Linked DNA regions of Sus scrofa: region 2 is linked to region 1. The links are chromatin contacts, called in public HiChIP or PLAC-seq maps. All regions are on one chromosome and are shown on one strand. The core of a region is the stretch at or near the end of the contact, and the rest is flanking DNA. Distances in the headings are between cores, read along the strand shown.

Region 1 (6,359 bases), core at 2,876-5,375:
CTGGGAACCTCCATATGCCGCGAGAGCGGCCCAAGAATGGCAAAAAGACAAAAAAAAAAAAAAAAAAGAAAAAGAAAATTTTGTCATTACATTTAAATCTTGATGCATTTGAAAATTATCCTGCTTTAAGGCATAAGGTATGGCTGACAAACTTTTTCCACATGGCCTACCTGGTTGTAATAATACGTTTTATTTAAAAAACCCCACGTTTTCCCCATTGATTTTTCAGATTTATTATATACCAAATTCCTTCACGTATTTGAGACTATTTCTGGATTTTTCTACTGTTACATTGGTCAGTCTGCTTATTTATACACTAGTACTACTAAATTAAAAAATGTGAGGCTTGGCGTTCCCGTCGTGCTACAGCAGAAACGAATCTGACTAGGAACCATGAGGTCACGGGTTTGATCCCTAGCCTTGCCCAGTGGGTTAAGGATCTGGCATTGCCGTGAGCTGTGGTGCAGGTCACAGAGGTGGCTTGGATCTGGCGTTGCTCTGGCTGTGCTGTAGGCCGGCAGCTGTAGCTCTGATTAGATCCCTAGTCTGGGAACCTCCATGTGCTGCGAGTGCAGCTCTAAAAAAGACAAAAATAAAATAAAGGGCCAAGCTCAGGACTCCTCCTGTTCTAAAAAAAAAAAAAAAGAAGAAGAAAAAGTGAGGCTTAATAACACTAGTCTGATTATTAATAACACTAATGTGAACACTACTCATGACTCTTTTCGGAGTTTTCCTGCTGTATTTTTCTCTGAGGACTTTAGAATCATCTTGTCCAGTTCTAGAAAAAAAATCGGTTGATATTTATATTGATATAATGTTAAATTTTTTTTTTTGGTTTTTTCTTTTTTGCCTTTTTAGGGCTGCACCTGCGGCACATGGGGGTTCCCAGGGCAGGGGTCAAATCGGAGCTGTAGCCACCAGCCTACACCACAGCCACAGCAACAAAGGATCCGAGCCACATCTGCGACCTGCACCATAGCTCATAGCAATGCTGGATCCTTAACCCTCTGAGCGAGGCCAGGGATCAAACCTGCGTCCTCATGGATGTTAACACATTTGTTTCTGCTGAGCCACGACAGGAATTCCAACATTTTTAACTCGTGTGCAGAATATCATGACGACATAGTGCGCCTTTCTCTTTGTTCAGATCTTCGCTTGTTTCCTTTCAGAATTCTTTTCAAGTTTTCTTCCCATAGACCTTGAATGTTTTTGGTTAGTTTTATCTCTCATCTCTTTGGTTCCTATCGCACATGGCACCTATTTTCCTCATTATATCCGCAGAGGAGTATTGTTTGCTTTTGAATTCTGAATATTCTTGTTGTTTGAGATGCATTTTCTGTCAGTTTTGAGGGGTTGTCAGGTGTATCATCAGAGAAGCTGTAAAGAGTGATGTTTTACTTTCTCCCTTCCAAGTTTTTCTATCTTTACTTCCTCTTGCCTTGTCTGGAAGAGTGAATGGAATGGTTTGAGACCTAATCCCGTGCTTAGAAAATCCACTGTGTTATAATATCCGTTATAAACTGAGTGGCCCACACAGGTTATCTGGCAGTAGAGGAAGACGCAAGACTCCAAGGAACTGCTCAGCATAGGGCTGGGAGTCCGGCCTAGACTCAGGGCTCTTGTGGCCTTTTAGGAACCACTGGCTTTTTAGGAACCACTCTAGATCCAACTATGTTGCAGCCATGAAAATGACTTTGGGGAAAAAAATAACTCTGTGTGTGTGTGTGTGTGTGTGTGTGTGTGTGTCTTCCTGCCTGTATAGATGGAAAGAGTGGGTTACTGGACCTGTACCATTTGAAGTCCAAGTTCGTACCCCCCTTTCATGGGATGCACCATGGCCGGGTGTGGTGCAGGGGGATGAGGAGCCCCTGCGTGGTCCAGAGCTGCAGGGACCACTGTGCCCTGGACCATCTTTATTTCTGTGGATTGGAGCTCTGGTGACTCCTTGGGTGAATGGGCTGGTCCTGGGCTGATGGCCCTGTGTTGGAGGTGAGGTCATGCTTTCGGAGCATAGGCATCAAGGAAGGAGAATGGGGCTGTTCTTAGGGGGACTGAGCAGAACACAGAAGCTTCTCCACCTCCAGATCTCCAACCGCAAAACCCTGCTTCAGAGTTTGAAGCACACCAGTCTTGCCGCCTCCAGCAGGTGGCAGGCCATGAGGTCACGCAGGTTCTTTCATAGCAGACGTATTGTTTTGTGTGTGTTTGGCACACGCATAGTGCATTGTTACTAGATGGTAGGGATGGTTAGGAGGACAAAGGGTATGTCAAGCAGCATGTGAGATGTTTGTCACGTTCCAGGAGAGCAAGCAGAGGGACTGATGATATTGAAGACATTTGCAGCTGCGACACGCGGATGAATGCCATTGTCAGAAGTCTTGTTTCAGTGTTGATTCTGATGAGAGCTAGGAGTGTGTTCAGGACCTTAAAGGCAACGAGTGGTAAAAAATACTGTTGCTGAACTATCCCAAGCCACACCTTGTCCATAAGTTCAAGGCTGTTCAAATCTGCTCCACATCAGAGAGTGAATTTGAGGGGCTGACTGCGGACACACTGGCCTGGAGATAACAGGTACTAAAGATTTTCTTAGAATCTTTGCAGAGATAGTCCAGGTGTGTGCGGAGGGGTTACCTGCCTCAACAGGTGTTCAGTGATGTTGGCCTACTTATTTATTTTCCAGCTTTACTGAGATATAATCGACACACAACTTTGTGTACTTTTAAAGTGTGCAGCAGCTCTTTTTCTACGTGCCACCTCGCTGTGTGGCCCTGTAGTTTACAGATGTGCCATGTAATTTCCAGGACCTATAAGTGATAAACCTTGTTTCTTTCCATTTTTTTTTAATAAAGGGCACAACGTATTCGTGTGATATACTTAGCTGTTGCAAAATCACTACCGTGATGGTATTAGCTAACACTTCCATCCCACAAAATGAATATTCTTTTTGGTGATGAGGACATTTAAATGGACTCTCTCAGCAACATTCAGTATATGTTACAGTATTATTGGCTGTAATCACCATGCTATGCATCAGATCCCCAGAACTTTTGTGAATTTTATAACTGAAACTTTGTTCTTTGATCGATACTTCCCCATTTCCCAGCCTCCCATCCCAGTAACCACCATTCTACGGTTTCTTGGAATTCAGCTATTTCAGACTGTACATATAAGACCATACAGTACTTGTCTTTCTCTGCCTGACTTATTTCACTTAGCATAACGCCTTCCTGTTTCATCCAAGTTGTAGCAAACGGCAGGATTTCTTTGTTTCCACGGCTGGGTCATATTCCATTGTGTATGTACACACACCACTTCTTCCTCCTCTGTTCCTCTGTCATGGGCATCGAGCTTGTTTCCATGGCGTGGCTGTGGTAAATAGTGCTGCCATGAGCATGACAGTGCACATAGCTCTCTGAGAGCCTCTTTCACTTCCTCTGGATATGTCCCAAGAAGTGAGACTGCTGGATTGTGTGGTAGTTCTATTTTTAATGTTTTGAGTAACCTCCATACTATTTTCCGTGGTAGCTACACGGATTTAACATTCCCACCAAAGGTGCGCAAGGATTCGCTCTTCTCCACAGGCTCCCCAACACGTGTTCTCTCTTGTCTTTCGGATGAGGGCCACCCCGGCCTCTCCTGGAGCAGACAGCCTGCAAGGATGCAGGTGGTGTCAAGGCCCCACGTGATTGAATCACCGTCCTGTCAGTGGCAGTGAATCCAGGGGCTGCTTGTTAACTGCAGACCGATGGCCCTTTGGAGTTAGATCTGCTTTAAGCAAAAAGGCTGTGTGGCTAGCTGCTGTGTGCTGAGAGGGTAGCCAAAGCAAGCCTGGGATTTTTTGGGAACAGTTTTTGGCAGGAAATTTTGGAAATAGGTCTTGATATCTTATTAGCTCAGGCAGGTGGGGGCTTGGAGACTTCGTAAGAGATGCGACTTTCTTCTGCATCGCCGGCTGGTGAGGTGGAGCCCCGTGGTTACGTCTTGCCCGTTCTCCAGTGTGGACTTCCCCAGGGGCCGTGCTCTCCTTTGCACTGAGGAAACACAGGCAACGGGCTGGGCCCTGAAATATGCCAGATATGCAGTAGGAAGGGACTACTGTTCCTAAACCAGCACATCTGGCCGGAAGCTCTGCTGGTAGCAGCCCTCTCAATCAGCAGACGCACGCTCCCCCATTCCCAGCCAAGATCTGTGTCCAGCATGTGAGCGTGAAAAGAACCAGAAGGCTCGGGCAGGAGTCTTCCGTTCTGGCCATACATCAGAAAGCTAAGAGCTCACGGAGTGTTTACCAATCCAAGTTGCTCAGGCGTCTCCCCGCAGAAATCCTCATTCATGGGATGGGATTGGGGCCCGGTGAGTGATTCGGCTGTCCAGCCAGGGTTGTCCAGTCAGCCAGTCTAGGCTGTCCTAGTGCGGTCACTGGGGAGCTGAGTGACCTTTGGGCAAATGGCTTTACTTCCCTGGACCTCAGTGTCCTCATCTCTAAAATCACAACTTGGATTGGAGGTAGCCAAACAGGCTGCGAATCAGTAACTCCCAGGAAGCTTTACAAACACAGGTTCCCCGGTCCTGCTCCAGACAGACTAAGTCTTACTGTTTGGGCCCAGGGCCCAGGAACCTGCATTTTTAAAAATTGTGGTAAAGTACACATGACACACATTTTACCATCCTGACCATTTTTAACTACAGCGGTGTTAAGTGTATTGATTCTGTTCTGCAACCAACCTCCGGAACTTCTTCGTCTTGCAAAACTGAAACTCGGCATCTATTAAAGCTTGATTCCCCTTTCTTTCCTCCCCCAGGCTCCTGGCCATTGCCATTGTACTTTCTTCCTGTAGCAACTGGACGACTCTCATAGTAACTGGAATCATACAGTATTTGTCTTTTTGTGACGGGCTTAGCATGGTGTCCTCAGGTTCATCCATGTTATGGCAGATATCAAAATTTCCTTCCCTTTTAAGGCTGAATAATATTTCAGTATGTGTATAGACCACATTTTGTTTATCCATTCATCTGTCCCTGGTCACTTGGGTTGCTTCCACCTTTTGGCTATCGTGAATAGTGCTGCTGTGAACATGGGTGTACAGCTATTTCTTTGAGACCCTCCTTTCAATTCTTTGGGACATATACTTAGAAGTGAAATTGCTGCATCATATGGTAATTTATTTTTCATATGTGGGGAAACTTTGTACATTTTCTTTAGAAGCTGCACTATTTTATTTATTATTTTTTAAATGATTTTTATTTTTTCCATTATAGCTGGTTTACAGTGTTCTGTCAGTTTTCTACAGTATGGCAAAGAGATCCAGTCACACATATATGTATACATTTTTTTTCTCACATTATCCTCCATCATGCTCCATCACAAGTGACTGGATAAATTCCCAGTGCTTTACAGCAGATCTCATTGCTTATCCATTCCAAAGGCAATAGTTTGGAATGTTAACCCCAAATTCCTAGTCCATCCCGCTCCCTCCTTGAAAAAGACACATGCACCCTATGTTCATTGCAGCACTATTCACAGTAGCCAAGACATGGAAACACCTAAACGTCCATCGACAGATGAACAGATTAAGAAGATGTGGTATATATACACAATGGAACACTACTCAGCCATAAAAAGAACAAAATAATGCCATTTGCAGCAACATGGATGGAACTAGAGACTCATACTAAGTGAAGGAAGTCAGAAAGAGAAAGACAAATACCATATGATATCACTTATATCTGGAATCTAATATATGGCACAAATGACCCTTTCCACAGAGAAGAAACTCATGGACTTGGAAAGCTGCACTATTTTGCATTGTCATCAACAACACCTAGGGAGTCCCAGCTTCTCCACATCATCACCAGTTGTGATGGGCATGAGGCATCTGTGTGTTTAAGAAGCTGTCCAGGGTGTCTGGCTCTAGTCAGGCCCTGGCTGGTCCCTATTGCATTGGACTGAGTGGTGACCTGGGTCCCTTCTAGCTCAAAAGTGCCTGAATGCTCGAAGTATAACATAAACTCGAATGGCTAAACCTATACTGAGTGCCAGCAATTGTGATGATTTGCCTCCATGCTCTGTCTGACTGAGATTATTCTCTAGCTGTTTTAGGTATGAGCACTTTTCCTCCCTGTGGACCTTGAACTGCTGGCATCAGTGCCTGGCACATGATGGAGGGCTCAAAACTGGAGTGAATCAATGAATGAACCCATTAGGTCCTAAGGCAGAGAACAGGCCTTCTGTTTACAATGATCCTCTCCCTGTGCCAAGCAGAAGTGTGCACAGTGGATACTAAGAAGTGTTTGAATGTGAAAGAGACACATGTGGATCATTTGTGCCAGTGCAGGAATTGGCACATTGAGAAGGCTGAACA
Region 2 (6,573 bases), core at 3,765-6,264, 130 kb before region 1:
GCAAAGACATGAATTTTAAATGAGGGTTGTTGTTTTGTTTTGTTGTGTTTTACTATGAGAACATTTAAGTAATATTCTGAAAGGAGCGAGAGTCCTGCCTTTCTTTTTCATGCTTGTGGTTATTTGGGGGTGTGGAGAGAGAGAGAAAGAGAGCCTTTGAAAAGGCCTTAGGAGAAAAGCCAGGCTTTGTCTGTAAGGAGATAAGATTTTATACAAGGAATTTCAATAAATACTGTGTTCATTTTCTGGGCACTAAGACTAGAGTTGTGAACCGAATAAGTGGAGTCCTCACCCTCATGTAGCTTAGTGTCTGGTGTCTGTAACTCAAAGCCTGATTTACAGACCACTAGTAGAGTATCCCTTGGAGTTTAGTAGAAATACCCAGCTCTAATATGCTGCATTAGAATCTGCAGTTAAAGAAGATCCCAGGTAATCTGAATGCACATTAAGTCTGAGAAGCCCTGTTGAAGATTTGACTGACTCAAGTTTTAACATGGACATGTTGGAAAACAGAGTGTGTTACCGCCAGGCACAGGCATCTCCTCCTTGGCAGTCACTTTAGTTCAAAGAGACCCTGTCCCTTCTAGTTAGAATTGATTAGAAAGCAGCTGACACCAATCATCATTCCTTTCTTGGTATTTGAAAATGGTAATGAAAGAGCGATCCAGTCTTTCTATTGGATGGACCATTTAATGACTAAATTTAAGTAGCTTACAGTGGCCTTATTCTGGAAAGTGGAAAAAAACTAAGGCAAAGAGAGGGAGCAAAGAGGCAGATGGATGGAGAAGGGCAGAAATGGAAGGAAAATGCTACTTAAACTCTTCATAGCTTTCCTATTCCTTCTTGTCTACTTTATAATATGTTCTCATTTGGTTTAAGCTAATAGGATTTTGTTTTTATTCAGAACCAGAGTTCCACTTAATATGGAAAATAAGGGTGAATTCAAAGGCTGAGAGCATGGAGTTCCCTCAGTGGAGCAGCAGATACGAATCAGACTAGGAACCATGGGGTTGCAGGTTCAATCCCTGGCCTCTCTCAGTGGGTTAAGGATCTGACGTTGCTGTGAGCTGTGGTGTGGGTCGTGGCTGGCCGCGGCTCTGATCTGGCATTGCTGTGGCTGTGGTGTAGGCCAGCAGCAACGCTCCGATTGGACCCCTAGCCTGGGTACCCTCATATGCCGCGGGTGCGGCCCTAAAGGGACAAAAAACAAAACAAACCAAAAGACTCAAAGGCTGAGAGCAAAGAGAAAAGGGAGGTCTTGCTTTGTAAGTGTGCGGGATTGTAGAGGGATTTGAAGACCAGGAGCAGAAGGTGGCCCACAGTGTGAGGGGGTAGCTGTGAGTGGAGAGAGGACAGGAAGAGGTCTTCAGAGCTCGCGGTGCACACCAGACACACGACAAGCATTTATTGATCCCTTACATTGTCCTGATCCCCCAGCAATTCAGGAAGGGAGCTGGTGCTAGCGCCACTTTAAAGTGAAGAAAGATTAACTTGTTTATGGCTCCCAGAAAGTGCAAGGCACTTCGTGAATTGGACCCAGCTGGGCCAGACTCCAAAAGCCTCCATCTTACAACTTCACCTCTATCACAGATGCTCAACGCAGGTTACACAGCCTATCCGTGGAGCTTTTGAAAAACACAACCCTGCGCGTGGGGCCCGGGTGAAGTGCGTCGCAAAAGCTCCACAGGGGATTCTGCTTTGTAAAAGGGGATGGGAACCACTCCCTCTGATCGTCTTTTAGGTCAACGAGTCCTAGGACTTGTGCATCAGAATTGTTATAATAATTCCCATTCCTGGGCCCCGACCCAGGTTTACAGAAGCACGATTTGGGGACTGGACCCCAGAATCTGAAATTCAAAGCTTCAAGCCAGCCTTCGCACTGAAGACTTGCTCCCACACGGTCCCGCGCGTCTCTAGCCAGCCGCCAGCTCAAGAGGTGATCCTGAGGCGCTCCGCCAGGGGGCGCAGCGAGCCGCTTCCGGGTGAGGCGAGGCGCGAGGCGCCGGAGGGGCGGAGCAGGGCGTGAACCGGAAGTTAACCGCGGGCCCCGCCTGTCGCGCGGTGGGAGGCAGCCTGGGACCGGCCCACGGAGTTGCAGCCGCCCATCGCTCCCTCCTTGCGGACATCATGCTCCAGTTCCTGGTGAGTGGAGCTGTCGAATAGCGCGCTGGCGGCTTGGCCCAGGGCCTTGGGGCGCCAGACTTTGCTGTGCCGGCCTGGGCCCGGGGGCCTCGGCGAGAGTCCCGCCGACCCTCAGCCCCCGAGCCCGCTCGTCGCCTGTCAGGGTGGATTGTGGGGTTTTGTTTCTGCTTTGCCCAAATCTTTTTGCCGGTATTTTTTCTGCCGCCATTCAAGTCTCTAAAACTTTTGAGGTGTCAGAGCATGCGTTTTCAAAGCCCCGCTTAGTGTGGTCCTCATGTTAAGGTTCCCGGGGTCCTTAGTGACTTTTCTGCCCTCGCTCTTCCTGGACACGTACCCTCTTCCCGATTTAGAGCCCTGCTAGTTGGCATCGTAGAGAACCTAGGAGGGCCAGGAAGGCCGGGAATAAACTCAGAATTAGTAAACCATCAGAGTTAGAGGCTTAGGGAGTCCTCGTCAGATCTTTTATAGCTTCCAGACCGAGGATGGCTGGTTGCTGGCATGAGTCAGACCCTGGTGTACAAGTAATTTTTCCAAAATGTCCATTCTGGGGGAAGTGAGTGTTACCATGAGTAAACAAATTGTTTCTCAAGGCTCTTTATTTCGGTTAAAAACGAATTTTCTGGCAAAGCCCAGTGTGTTTCAAAGATTGCCTGGTTGAAGGCTTCAGAAGTACTTGACAATCAAATTTCCAAGTGAAAGTCTTTCTTCCAGGCTTTTTTGCCTTCAAAACCTAATGCTTAAACGCTGATTCTGATAAGAGGCAGGTATTCTTATTCCACTTCCAAGTGGCCAGTGGAAATAGAGTGCTCTTGGAATGAGATACTTTCCCAAATGTTATACTTTCTATCAAAGGGATTAAAAAAGAAAAAGTGCCCCTCTGCCCTTTTTGAGATAGTAATTGATTTTTCATTCTTAGGCCCAAAGAAAGTATCCTTAACATAAAGTTCATAACCAAGACATGGCTACAACTCTGCTTCTGGAAGTTTCTGAGTGTCCTCACTGGGTATCAGCGTAGGAGTCAATAGAAATAATTACTGCCGTATAGTTGTAGGAAACACTCAGGTTAAAAACAATATCAGCCTCAAAGTGCAAGATGATATAATGGAGTGCCCTACAGCTGTAGCTCATTGATAATTGGGAGGGCATGGATTCATTTACCCTTCGTAGGTGCTTTTGAAGAGCAAGCTTATTTAGTTTTGGAGTAAACTTTTGCTTTGTATAAATATGGATGTCATTGATTTGCGAATTCAGAATTCTTAGCATCTAAGGAGAGTTGCTGAAGCTTTAATCAGAGTTATTCATTAAATTCCTAGCTCTTAAGTAACACAGAAGTTCTCCCACCTCCTCACTGCTATTCGTTGAAAGAAGTGATAGCATCTGTGCCTGGATTCTACCTCTGTCAGATGATTCAGTAGCTCAGTGAACTTGGGCAAGTCTTTCTGTTTGCTTTCAGCCATAGATCTAGCTTTTAACCTGTGCCCCGACATCATGTCCTAATGCTTAAGAGATCAGACTCAGTGGTGAATCTGACTAGGAACCATGAGGTTGTGGCTTCGATCTCTGGCCTCACTCAGTGGGTTAAGGATCCCATGCTGCCATGAGATCAGACTCAAAAATCAGACTCCTGGGTTTGAACCATCTTTTTTTGTTTTGGGTCTTTTTAGGGCTGCGGTACATGGAGGTTCCCAGGCTAGGGGTCGAATTGGAGCTGTAGCTTCCAGTCTACACCATAGCCACAGCAGTGCGGATCCGAGCCAGTCTGTGACCTACTCCACAGCTCACGGAAACACCGGATCCTTAACCCACTGAGCAAGGCCAGGGATTGAACCCTCGTCCTCATGGATACTAGTTGGGTTCATTAACCACTGATCCACTGACGGAAAGTCCTGAACCATCATTTTTAAGCAGTGGGAACTTGGGCAAGTTATTTAAATTCTCTGTGCTTCAGTTTCCACATCCGAAAATGGGAGCCTACTTCATGGTTTTATTGTGAGGATTAAAAATGAGATAATACATTAAAGAACTTAAAACAGTGACAATAAGTTTTTAGGTATTTTTCACTTTCTCTTTTGCAAGATAATTAGTTGAACTCTGATTTAGTTTCTTCTTAGGAATGGGACTAGTTTTCCTCAGAAGGAACGTAATGGGATAGTCACAAGTTACATGTCTCGGAGGGTGCACTGTCACCACCCGTTGGGAACCCTCCAGGGTGTTTCCTACAGTTGTCATTTCTTGGAACACTCTTTGAAAACACTGCACCTGGTAGTGCTGCTTATATATTCTCTTCATTGTTCATCTCTCCTTGGATTAAAATACTTGCCCATTATCCCTATATCGAAACTTATTCCTGTGGTCCTAATGCCTCTTTCCCCTTTCCTTTTATTGCAGTGACTTCCTTAGTTGCAGCATGGTTTAGCCACAGATGTTGTAAGGACACATGTGCAGCTTTTAAAGGGAAACCAGCTATGATGGGCACTGCTTGGGGCTTGTGTAACTGTTTGTTGTACTGTTCCTGAGCTAATGGCATTGCTTTTCTTACCTCTCAGCGTAGCAGCGCTTGGTCCTCTTAATCACCTCCTCTTTAGTCCCTTCTCCCTTGGCTCTTGGATCCTGCATCTAAGTACTTTCCAACATTCTTTCATATTATAACACATGTAGACTTATTTTTATGGAAGAACCTGTGTAGAGTGCAAGTGCCCAGCCCTAGGTGCTGGCTGCTCCAAAGCTCAGGGGAGCAGTATCTTGGTGCACCAGTTGGGAAGTGGCCCTATCTCATCACTCCAGTTTGTACGGGCTGCATATCCCTTCATTTGGTTTCTGGGTGTTTCTCAAGACTCAGTCCTTGACTCTCTGCTCTTCTCTCTAGCTCCCTTAGGGGGTGTGTTCCCTGGCATGCTGCCACCTTCACCTCTTTGCTGACAGCTTTCAAAACTGCAGTGAGTCCTTTCTCTGCTTGCAGTTCTCTGTCATCAGCTGCCTACCGAACGTCTCCTGTCTTCTGTCTGTCTTAGACCCAACACGGAGGGACCCATTACCTCTTCTTTCTCTACCCTGCACCATACACCTAGCTTCTTTCTTTCTCGGCCCTGGCTTTCTCAAATTTGAAATGTTGACATAATCTTTGATTTATTTCTCTCCTTCATGCGCCACATCATTTACCTGCTATGTGTCTGGCACATATATTTACCTGCTGTGTATTTTTGGGCAAGTTACTTAACTGGTCTTTGCCTCATTTCTTTATTATTATTATTAAGATATAGTTGATTTACAGTGTTTCTTCAAGTTCTGTTTACAGCGAAGTGACCCAATCACACACGTTTCCCTGTGCTGTGCACAATAGAGCCCCATTGCCCATCCATTCCAAATATACCAGTTTGTATCCAAAAAAACCCCCCAAATGCCCATCCATCCTACTCCCCCCCCGCCCCGGAACCCCAAGTCTGCTCTCCTTGGCTATGATCTATTTCGGTTTTTTTAGATATAATCATCTCTTCCATATTTTAGATTCCACAAATAAGTGATATCCTATGGTATTTGTCTTTCTCTTTCTGACTTAGTATGAGAATCTCTAGTTCCACCCATGCTGCAGATAGCATTAGTTTGTCTTTTTTTATGGCTGAGTAATTTTCCATTGTATGTATCCATGTACCACATCTTCTTAATCCATTCATCTGTTATTGGCTATTTAGGTTGTTTCCATGTCTTGGCTGTTGTGAATAATGCTGTGATGAACATGCGGGTGCATGTATCTTTTTCAGTGAAAGTTTTGTCTGGATATGTACGCAGCACTGGGATTGCTGAATCATACAGGAGTTCTATATTTAGTTTTCTGAGGTGCCTTCAGACTGTTTTCCATTGTGGTTGTACGAATTTACATTCCCACCAGCAGTGAAGGAGGGTACCTTTTCCCCACACCCTCACCAGCATTTGTTATTTGTAGACTTCTTAATGGTGGCCATTCTGACTGGTGTGAGGTGGTACCTCATTGTAGTTTTGATTTGCATTTCTCTAAAAATTAATGGCGTTGAGCATTTTTTTCATATGCCTGTCAGCCATCCCCACCATTCTTATCTTTTACAGGCTACACATCCCTACTTCTTCCACCCATTCTTTATGATTCCAGGTTCATGCCTATCACCCTTGTAAGAATATTCTAGTTTTTGAATTTTTTTTTAAACATAGCATGCTCATTGTAGTCTGATGAGCTGTGGAATAGCAAGGTTGTTGCCTCTAGTTAGTATGTTTTCCTTGACACCCTTGTTTCTCTTGCCTCTTGCAGCTGCCATAGTAATCATTCAGGTTAATTGCTTTGTTCACGCTTAGAAACTGTCAGTGGTCCCTGTGTCCTTCCACATCAGATTGTAACCACTTTTACTTGATTTTCAAGCTTTGGTGATCTGGCCTCATTTTCCTTTCCCACTGCCTGTCAGC

Evidence for each region. HiChIP or PLAC-seq counts read pairs in DNA pulled down with a chosen protein or histone mark.
Region 2: a contact with region 1 is called in an H3K27ac HiChIP or PLAC-seq map of alveolar macrophages. The contact joins two enhancer-like sites. A contact is called at or near these places in 1 of 5 promoter capture datasets (liver), 6 of 47 Hi-C or Micro-C datasets (embryonic fibroblasts, fetal heart ventricle, fibroblasts and 1 more) and 2 of 2 datasets of contacts at active chromatin or transcription factors (alveolar macrophages and skeletal muscle).

The regions. Positions count from the first base shown.
Region 1 is chr18:13,527,062-13,533,420 of Sscrofa11.1, reverse strand. No RefSeq gene overlaps it. Among named protein-coding and RNA genes, the nearest start is that of FAM180A, 44 kb to the left of the region's middle. Within about 2 kb of position 4,125, at least 24 of the 83 cell types and tissues checked have an H3K27ac peak or open chromatin away from gene starts, as enhancers often do. A contact at or near this core is called in alveolar macrophages, where this site is marked.
Region 2 is chr18:13,661,087-13,667,659 of Sscrofa11.1, reverse strand. LOC106506763 (a long non-coding RNA gene) reads left to right here and starts at 1,591. Exons shown (of 11, transcript XR_001302304.2): 1 at 1,591-2,142. Within about 2 kb of position 5,014, at least 8 of the 83 cell types and tissues checked have an H3K27ac peak or open chromatin away from gene starts, as enhancers often do. A contact at or near this core is called in alveolar macrophages, where this site is marked.